Regions from separate parts of the Triticum aestivum genome. Here region 2 is linked to region 1. A link is a contact called in public Hi-C data. All regions are on one chromosome and are shown on one strand. The core of a region is the stretch at or near the end of the contact, and the rest is flanking DNA. Distances in the headings are between cores, read along the strand shown. Region 1 holds the start of LOC123145414 (actin-histidine N-methyltransferase). Region 2 has its middle 19 kb from the start of LOC123141767.

Region 1 (5,345 bases), core at 25-2,524:
GCTTCAGGCGGGAAAGTGTGGAGACGAGGAAGAGGGTTTGGATAGGCCAGGTTTATTGAATGCTTGCGCGACAGTGATCTGAACGCCTGCAAAGCCCTACCCCGATTTGCTTCCGGTTTACTAGAAAAAGAGTTAAATGTGCTGGAGGTCCTAAAAGTTCCGTCGATTTGTCACTTTAGTCTCAATTCTTCCAAAATGCACCTTTAGGTCCTAATTCTTTAGTAAGTGGTTCATCCAAGGTCCTTTTCTCACAAGCGCTCGCTGACCTGCCCACGTGGCGCGTTGACCGATGCCACATCAACTAAGGGCCCAACCGCCAGGCGAGAAAAATACACTGGAGGTCCTAAAAGTTTCTCGGCAATGTCACTTTAGTCCTCTTTTTTTCAAAATGTACATTTAGATCCTAATTCTATAGTAAGTGGTTCACCCGAGGTCCTGTTTTGCTCGATCGTTCACTGGCCTGCTTGCGTGACGTGTTGACCCATGCCACGTCAGCTTAGAGGCCGCTGCGGTTGCTCTTTTTTGACACAAAGCCCCTTGTAACCCCCCTCTTGACATTTCCCGGTCTCTCTCTCTCTCTCTCTCTCTCTCTCTCTCGTGCCCACATCATTGCCATGGCCAGGGCAGCAAGCTCCTTGGCAGGGAAGCGAGTGACGAAGAGGAGCGTTACAGCATCGTCAGCGGCGCTACCTCCTCCACAAGCTCCTACTGCCTAACCTCAAATCAGAGCAAGCGGTTTGAGAAACTTAATGAAACAATGCAAGTCAAACTAAATCAATGCCTACAGGTAGTGATTGTGGTAGAGTAGAGAAAATCACATAGCCATGGACGATAGCGGCAAAAAATTTAGGTTTTTTTTGCAATGTTCCTCATCTGCTAGTGACCCTAAGTCGATGTGGCGTGGGTCAATGCGCAACCAAGCATGTCAGCGGATGATCGTGCAAATAAGGACCTATGGTGAACCAATTACTATAGAATTATGACCTAAACGTGCATTTTGAAAGAAGTACGACTAAAGTTATACTGCCCAGAAACTTTTAGGACCTCTAATGTATTTTTCTCGCCAGGCGGCTGGGCCCTCTGTCAACGTGGCATGGGTCAACGTGCCACACGGGCAGATCAGCAAGCGCTCGTGAAAAAAGAACCTCGAATAAACCACTTACTAAAGAATTATAACTTAAAGATGCATTTTGAAAGAATTATGACTAAAGTGACAGATGAAATTTTAGGACCGTGCATTTAACTCCTGAAAAAATGATGTCCGTGGGAGATGCCCTTAACTTTTCAGCCGTCTTCCTCATCTAAAGAAAACTGTCTCCTCCAGCTTCGTGCGCGCACGCCTCCACCTCCGCCCCCCCATGGCCGCCGCCGCCGCGGGCGCGACGCCAGCGACGGCGCGGAAGGCCCTCGCGTCCACGACCTCCGCCCTCCTCTCCTCTTCACCCGCGCTCCGCCGCCGCAGCTTGTCCTGCTCCGCCGCATCAGCAGCGACCGCCCCGCGCATCGCGCAGCAGCCGCCGGACCTGCTCCGGTGGGTGCAGCGCGAGGGAGGTTTCGTGCACCCAGCTCTCCGAGTGGCCGATCACCCCGAGTACGGCCTCGGGGTGTCCGCCACGGCGGCCGACGGCATCATCCCCCCGGGAGCCGTCCTCATTGATCTCCCTGGACGCATCCCGCTGCGACTCCGCCGCCCAGCCGATGCTGCGGACGCATTACTGATGCAGCTCGCCGACCGAGTCCCCGGTATTGGCCCATCTGATTATCTTCCTTTGGTTCGTTATATGTTCTGGAATAATGTGGTAGCTTAATCGTGGTTGTAATCGGGAATGCGTCGAGCTTAAGATGCATTTCGACAATGCATTGGGAGCATAACTGGTAACAATGCGGTTCTTTTGGCATCAGGGCGATTCATCGGAAATCTTCTCTAGTAACAGTAGGATTATTAACTTCTGAAAATACTCAAAATAGGCATATTATGGATGATGATGCAATTTCTTTGTCTCCTGTAGGTTGTAGATTCCTGGGCTAAATTATGCTCTGAACTGTTGCTGTTTTCTGTTGGAAACTGCCAGTTGTCAAATAACAATATGAAACTTATTACTCTCCAGCTGACAACTGTAGTCAGTTTAAGCTGAGACTGAGAAGAGTTCAGTGCTTAGTAATTAATATCGTGTTCTAACTTAATTGACCCCAGGTTCAGTCTATTGTGTCTTTTAGCTAAAAATGTAAAAGCCAGAGCTCTGAATACCATACCGCTTTCCATGTTAAATTGTTTAAGCTTGGACTCATCTGTCATGTTGTTAACTTGTTCTATAACTCATCCTTCTATGAAACTGATGTTGCCTTGTGGTCGAATAGCTGCACGATGGAAAATTTATGTACACATCTTCCTATCTCTGTTTAGTATACGAGGGAGATTTTTATTCAGTATTTTCTTTTGAGAACATAATTCCATTCTGCAAAACTAGGCAAACTATCTTTTATTAAGTAGTAAATTGAATCTTCTGGTAAGCATGTGACAGAGGAACTGTGGTCAATGAGACTCGGCTTGAGGTTGCTTCAAGAAAGGACAAAATCCGATTCATTTTGGTGGCCATATATCGCGAACCTGCCCGAGACTTTTACCGTACCAATCTTCTTTCCAGGGGAAGACATAAAGAACTTGCAATATGCTCCTCTCCTCCACCAGGTTGTGAAGAACTATAGCGACCGCTAAGTGGATACTTATCGTATTTTCCTGTCTGTTTTCTCACTGATGCTATTTCAGATAAATAAAAGATGCCGCTTCCTTCTTGAGTTTGAGAAAGAGGTAAAACAGAAGCTTGGTACTGTGCCCTCAGGAGATCATCCTTTTTGTGGACAAGATGTGCACTCGTCTTCCCTTGGATGGGCTATGTCAGCAGCGTCTTCACGAGCATTCCGTCTGCATGGTGAAATCCCAATGTTGTTGCCCCTTGTTGATATGTGCAACCACAGTTTTAGCCCGAATGCTAGGATTGTCCAGGAAGGAGATGTCGAGAGCCCTGACATGTCAGTTAAGGCAAGTACTTTTCAATCTTACACGTGTAATTGTCGTCGTTGCGCCCAAAAAATTGCAGATTTTTCTGTTCTCTAATGAGTTACTGTGTTCTTTATTTGTGCATTTGCTTCACAAATATTAATGCTATAACTAGATGCAATTATTGTGTGTAAAAACACATCGACAGTGCACTCAAATTTTGTTTGCGTACTCTTGATTGGCATGTTAGCCTTTCATCCGAAAAGGGGCGCTTTATTACTTAAAAGGTTTAAGTAACACCCGGCCTCTGCATAACTAAGATGCACACAGCCAACAAAGTCCTCACGACAAGCGAAAATAAAATAGGAAGGCGAAATACAAAGAAAAATGCATGTTTGAATAGCGCCTAAACCGTCGGTGGCCCAATCCTAAGATCATGCTGCCACCCATGTTGGGTAAAAGTATCCCTCGCCGTAGCCTCCAATCGTGTACACACCTCCGTAAACAGGTCTTGATTCTCCACTCGTTGTAGAGAGGACCATAAACGAAGCGTCCCAGTACATTTGTAGATAACCTGCATAAGCGAAGTACTTTTATCGTTAAAAATCTTATCATTTCTACATAGCCAAAGCGACCAAATCACGGCAAGCGCTCCACCCTAAGTAGAATTCTGAACCTGTGATCAATCCCATGTAACCAGTTGCCAAATATATTAGCAACACTACAAGGAGGGTACAAGCCAGAAGCTATTTGGATGACTGACCATATAGAACGAGCCAATTTACATTGGAAGAACAAATGTTTTATTGTCTCATCATGCGGACAAAATACACATTGCGTGCTTCCATGCCAATTCCTCTTAATAAGGTTATCTTTAGTAAGAATGACTCCGCGACGAAGATACCATGCAAAGATTTTATTCTTAAGAGGTATCTTCATCTTCCAGATCTTCTTATTATTATCAACTGGCACGTCAGACTGGATCAAAGCTCTATACATAGACTCCACTGAGAATTGCCCATTCCCATGTAGGTTCCAACGAAATAAATCGGACCCCTGTGACAACTGTACCGTGGATAATCGTTGAAGTAGTATGTTCCACGATTGGAGTCTAGGTCCAATTAAATCCCTTCTGAACGTCACATTGGGCGGAAATGATTCCAAAACCTTGGCAATAGTATCACCCTTGATCATGAATCATGACAGTCATGTGCTAATAATATCTTCTTTAGTACTCCCTCCGTCCTATAATATGAGATGTTATTACAACTAATATACTCATATATCGGTTGTAATAACATCTTATATTATGAGACGGAGGGAGTAGCATTCTTTACATACACTTTCTAATGTGGTATGCGGTTGTTAAGCATGTCCTTTCTCTTTAAGCTAGTAATGTAAGTGTTTTTATCTTTTTGCAAGAACAGCAGTGAAAGTATCTGGCTGTACATTAGTCACTGTTGAATTCATTTTTCAGTTATTAACTTGCATGTGTATTGGTTTAGTGAATAGTAATTACTTCAACGATAGGACTGTTGCTTGCCCTGTTCCTAGAGATAATTAGTTCCCTTGGTTAGTACTACCTCTGTAACTAAAACGTCTTATATTTAGTTACAGAAGTAGTAATATATTTTGCCCAGAAGTGGCAAATATTTAATCAACTGTTTTATTCAATGCATATAGTTTTTTACTGTACGATGTGGCGATGCATTTGCTTGTGGAAGATGCTGTGTGTTTTTTGTCTAATGATCTGTATGATGCTGTGTGTTTTTTGTCTAATGATCTGTATGTTGTGCTATAACGCAGGTTGTTGCTGAGACGCAGATTGATCAAAACGCTGCTGTTACACTGAACTATGGTTGCTACCCTAATGATTTTTATCTTCTTGATTATGGATTTGTAGTAACATCGAATCCATACGATCAAGTGGAATTGAGCTATGATGGTAATCTTCTCGATGCTGCTAGCATGGCAGCAGGGGTTTCTAATCCCAACTTTTCAACACCAGCCAAGTGGCAACAGGATATCTTGTCACAGCTAAATCTACACGGAGAGGGTGCTGTTCTGAAGGTTTTGCCCACATTCTTCCACCATGATTTATTTGTTTTATTTTGTGATTCGATCGACTTCAAATTCAAATATATTGTGTTCAGTATTCCTGTATGAGTCTGAACCTGATATATTTTGCTATGATCCTAACTTGGTTACTGTTTTTCAGGTCAGCTTAGGAGGTCCGGACGTAGTAGATGGGCGCTTATTAGCTGCGCTTCGAGTTCTTCTTGCAGCTGACCCGGATACCGTGGGTAAGCACGATCTGGAAACTTTGATGTCGCTTGGCACGAAAGCT
Region 2 (4,940 bases), core at 2,137-4,636, 260 kb after region 1:
AGACAACAAACACAGAAGGCCTGTTGGCTATTTTGAATCTGCTGAGATCCCGCCCTGGGTTGAGTAAACGCCAATGAATGTCCATTACGCACATAATTATCATTATGGCCCTCTGATGGTGCTCCGTAAGATTGAGAATTACGAGCATGATTTGATCTATGATCAAGACGATCATATTCAGCAAAAATACCAGGAGATCTAAGAGCTCGAAGATAGGATTTTCTCGGATGTCTATGGAAAACATGTGTCCATTCATCCTCTTTTTCTTGGAGGTACTGATCTAATTCCCAACAAGAGTTGGGGCCTCCATTTCCCCAAAGAAGGAAATTGACATTGAAAAGAGGAAGAGATATGTTGCCTCCTTTGATGATAGAAAAACCAACTTCTTTAGATGAGACCAAGAACTTGAAAGACCAATTTTGAAGTAACTTAACTTTAAAAAGTGAAGCTCTTCCTCCAAAACAAGCCAAGAGAATTGTGCTAACCGATTCTTCAGTGAGACGGAGTCTTGATCTGGTGAATTCTGCCACTAGAGGAAATACTTCTGATTCCTGTCCCTCTTCATGCTTGATGGGAACACCCCATTTCCTCCAAATCTCAGCGGCGAAGTCTTGACCCTTGTCGAAGTTGAGGTCGGCCAGAGCCATGATATGTGAATGGTGGGTGGAATCGATGCGAAGATTGCCGGCAATAGTGTTGTGGACGCCGGGGCCGGAGTGGCAACCGGCGTAGAGGGTTGGATGTGGACGCCAGGGCCGGAGTGGCCACCGGCATGGAGGTCTAGGCGTGGAGCAGGGCTTAATTCTAGGAAATGTATCTTGGACCTCTAAGTAATTGTGCTCAAACACTCTCCCGTTCCTACTTTTCCAAATCTGCCAGAGTGTAGACCATTGTTCCATCAAACTTTCTTCGGTTCACCTTAGGGATTTCATGCCCCAGGTCAAGCCACCATGAATAGATCATACCCTCCATCGGACCGGAGCTCAGGGAGAGACTCGTGAAACCGGATCAGTCATAATCCTCCTCCAGACCAATCGGGCAAAATAACAATTGAGAATCAAAAGCTATAATACTAATTGAAAGGATCGATACGGTCAACTTGGGGGTTGGATCGACACGCTGGATATGCAACTACGTGAACACAACCTATATGGCAAGCAAGCTCAAGGCAAAGTGTGCTAGAAAACAATCTATTTACCAAGAAAACAAGCGTACAAAATGAACGTTTGCGTCAAACTGTGTTAAAAAAGAGAAACTATATCCGATACATAGTATTGGTAGCCCCATAAATTATATGGAGCGCGTTTCATAAACTGTTGGAGGCTTCATAGTTGCTCGCCTAGACCTCGCATATGAGGAATCCTATTCTGCGCATAGGTCGCTATGTAGCAACCTAGAGCGTATCTCCCTCGTGCACGTGGTCCTCTTCTGGGCCGGCCCATTTGTATTCTTCCCATACCGGTTTTTGAAATGTTCTAGAATCTTCCTTGAACCGGATTTTTTCCATATTTATTCTTCCAAAAAAAATATTTTTCTTTTTAAGTTTTTTTTTGCGTTTTTTCTTTTTTTCTTTTTTTCTTCTTCTTGTGGTATTGTGAACATCTTTTCAAATTCATGAATATTTTCTTGCAATCATGAACATTTTTTTGAACTCACAAAGTATTTTCTAAATCATGAACATTTCTTAAGTTCACTAACAACTTTTTGAAATCGTGATTTTTTTTGAATTCATGAACATTTTGTTTTTGAAACCGTGAACGTTTTTGCAAACCGCGAACATGTTTTTATCTATTGCGAACATTTGTTTTTGAAATTATGAAACATTTTTTAAACTTGTGAACATTTTTCTGAATCAATGAACATCTTTTGAATCGGCGAACATTTTTTATATCAACGAACATCTTTTGAATCGGTGAACTTTTTTTGAAATTCACAATCATTTTTTGTGAACCACTTTTCCGATGTTTTTGAAATCACAATTTTTTGTTCAACTTCATGAACATTTTTTCAAAATAATAAACATTTATTTAATCCACAAATATTTTATATTCAGGATTATTTTCCCCAAATTCACTTTTTTAAAACTTAGAACTTTTTAGAAATACTGAATTATTCTAAGGAATAAAAAAGAAGCAAAGCAAAATGTAATGAACAAAAGGAGTGGCGTCCCGGCCTGCTCAAGGGGAGGACGTGCACGCTGGCCCGTGGGGGAGCGCCGACGGAGGCAGCGGCTGGCAGCACCTCGTGGGCCGGTCCACGAATGCGCACGCAGAAAAAATTGTGTTATTGTGCGAAAAAACATCTAAAAAATTGGATCTCTGTGAATTGAACTGGCGACCTCACACTCGTCTTCGAGTTTGGCCAAACGTACACCTACTGGCTGCTAGTGATTCACTTCAGCACAAACTGATTTAAGAACCAGCATGGCAGCGCTACTTATTGTATAGTCCCTCGATTAGATTTATTGAATTACTTGAAAACATTCATGAAAAACGTGAATGTATGGAAAAAATGTGAACACATTTCGAAAGTTGACAAACATGCATAAAAAGTTGGCTAATGTAAAAAAGGTTCATGTATTCAAATAATTTCACGAATTCATAAATAAAAGTTCATGAAATGGAAAAAAGTGCACTCATTTTTTATAAAGTTCACAACAATGAAAAACGACCATCAGTTAGAAAAAAGTTCATGGTTTTGAAAAAATTCCTCCAATTTGACAAAAAGTTCATTGAAGTTGGAAAAAAATGAATCAAATTTTAAAAAAGTTCATGTTTGAAACTGGGTTCATCGAATTTGAAATTGGGTTCATCGAACTTGAGATTTCTTCATAAAATTTGAAAAAATAATTATCAAATTTCAAAAAAAGTTCATCAATTTTGGAAAAAGTTCATCGAATTTTAAAAAAGTTCATCATATTTGAAAAGAGTTCTTTGTATTGAAAAAAGTTCATCAAATTTGAAAAACATTCATCAAATTTGAATTTCTTTATATCATTTTGGAAAAATGTTTCATGAATTTTAAAGTGCGGATTAAAGAAAACAAAAAGAAGAAAACAGAAAAGGATAAGAAAAAAGGAAAATAGAAAAGAAAAAATAAACCGAAGTAAAGAACGAGAGGAAAAGATAACGACCAGTCAACCAGCGAGGCGTAGCCCGATGGCTGTAATGATGCCCTTGCTGCAAACTGGTTGTGGGTTCGAAACCCCATTCCCGCGTCTTTGTTACGTTTGTAAAACTACTATATTGGCCGGCCCAGCGCGAGGCGTTGTACGCGTCCCTTTGCATAATACACATTAACAGGCATTTGCAGCGCTAAATAGGATTCTCCGGATGGGCCGGCCCAATGCGGGGCGCTGCATGTGCCTATTTGCAGAATACACATTAATGGGTACTTGCAGCGCTAAATAGGATTCGCCCGTGGCGCTAGCGCTCACACGCGGTATAGAAGGTCCCCTCGCATACTGCTGGTAGCAACATCGCCCCTTCGTCATTAGGCCGGCCCATTATCACTGCCGGTAGAGTGTTCTTTTTGTATTCCCCCATAATTGCCAGACTAGCCTCTTTTAGACAAAGCTAGGCAGCATCCTGGACGCTTGTATGTTAGCAAAAGCACTGCTGGCTAGCATTTGTACTTTCGTCATTTAATTTTGTTCATGATATCTTTAAAATCTTCACTAAAATATGAAAAACTTGTTCTTGTTAGTTGCAAAAAATGTCCATTCCATTAAAAAAATCCCATGACACTAAAGTTATTCATGCATTGAAAAATATGCTAAACAATTTAACAAAAATTCTTGCAATATTAAAATTTGCTCGCATAATTTAAAGAAAATATTCGTAAAGTATAATAAATGTTAATAATTTTTAAAAATCAACAATAACATTTTCAAAAATGTTCACACATTTTAAGAAATATTCATGAAACTTTAAAAAATGAACAACGAGTGATATGAAATGTTCACCATGTACTAAACAAATCAAAATATATTTGAGAAATGAATAAAAACAAAAACAAAAGAGCAGGAAAAAGGGAAATAAAAAGGCAATAAAGACCTGTCGAGAAAAACATGGAAAAAGGAGAACAGAAACTAAATCTGGTGAGGACCTTACAAAAACCAGCAAGAGCTATTTCTTGCTTTAAGCAAGACAAAGTCTTACACTTGCGTCGAAGTCTACAGTGATGGTTCGGCTCATTGGAGCGAATGTAAGACAAGGAATATTACAGAGAAACAAGAGCGCGCTAGGTGGGCTTTGATCCCGGTCTCCTAGGAAGCAGAGCAGCTAGACACTATGCTAGTGTACAATATTTTGATGAAATCTATGGAGCGTTATACTTGAGGCGAGTCAAGCTGGTTTTTCCTTTGATCCCGGTTTGGTTTATTTTTGTTTTTCTCCTACTTGAAGCGAGTCAAGCTGGTTTTTCCCTTTTTTTTTCCTTTTTTTTGTTTTTCTTTTGTTTTTTTCTCCGGTTTTTTCATTTCTTTTTTAGTTCTTTTCATTGTATTTCTCCTCTGTTTTTTTTTTCAGTTTTAATTTTATTGGTTTTTCTTTGTTTCTTTTTTATTCTACATTCTTATATACTTTTTCAATTTTTTTATACATCATTAACATTTTTTAAATACCTGTTCAACATTTTCAAATACTTTTTCAACATTTTTATATACATGATCAACATTGTTTGTCACATGCTTGTTCAAACTTTTTAAATTACTTGTACAAAAAATTTCGAATACCTGTTTGGCATTTTTATATAAATGATCAATATTTTTTTCAATACTTTTAAACTTTTTTAAATACATGTTCAACATTTTTTAAATACTTGTTCAAGATTTTTTTCAAATATTTTTTGAAGAGTGCTTTTTGAGAGAGAGAGAGAGATTTTAAAGTATAAACAAAAGTACGAAAATATAAGCACAATGAAAATATAAAACAGGAAAA

The links. Hi-C and Micro-C count contacts between places; a contact is called where the count stands out from the background.
Region 2: a Hi-C map of an unstated tissue shows a contact between it and region 1, with 6 times the contacts expected there. The contact joins the enhancer-like site here to the promoter of LOC123145414 in region 1. A contact is called at or near these places in 2 of 5 Hi-C or Micro-C datasets (leaf and an unstated tissue).

What each region holds. Positions count from the first base shown.
Region 1 is chr6D:406,625,248-406,630,592 of IWGSC CS RefSeq v2.1, forward strand. LOC123145414 (actin-histidine N-methyltransferase) reads left to right here and starts at 1,275. Exons shown (of 5, transcript XM_044564819.1): 1 at 1,275-1,743; 2 at 2,523-2,689; 3 at 2,768-3,040; 4 at 4,805-5,068; 5 at 5,217-5,345. The coding sequence starts at 1,359.
Region 2 is chr6D:406,883,430-406,888,369 of IWGSC CS RefSeq v2.1, forward strand. No RefSeq gene overlaps it. Among protein-coding and RNA genes, the nearest start is that of LOC123141767, 19 kb to the left of the region's middle. Within about 2 kb of position 3,387, at least 1 of the 8 cell types and tissues checked has an H3K27ac peak or open chromatin away from gene starts, as enhancers often do.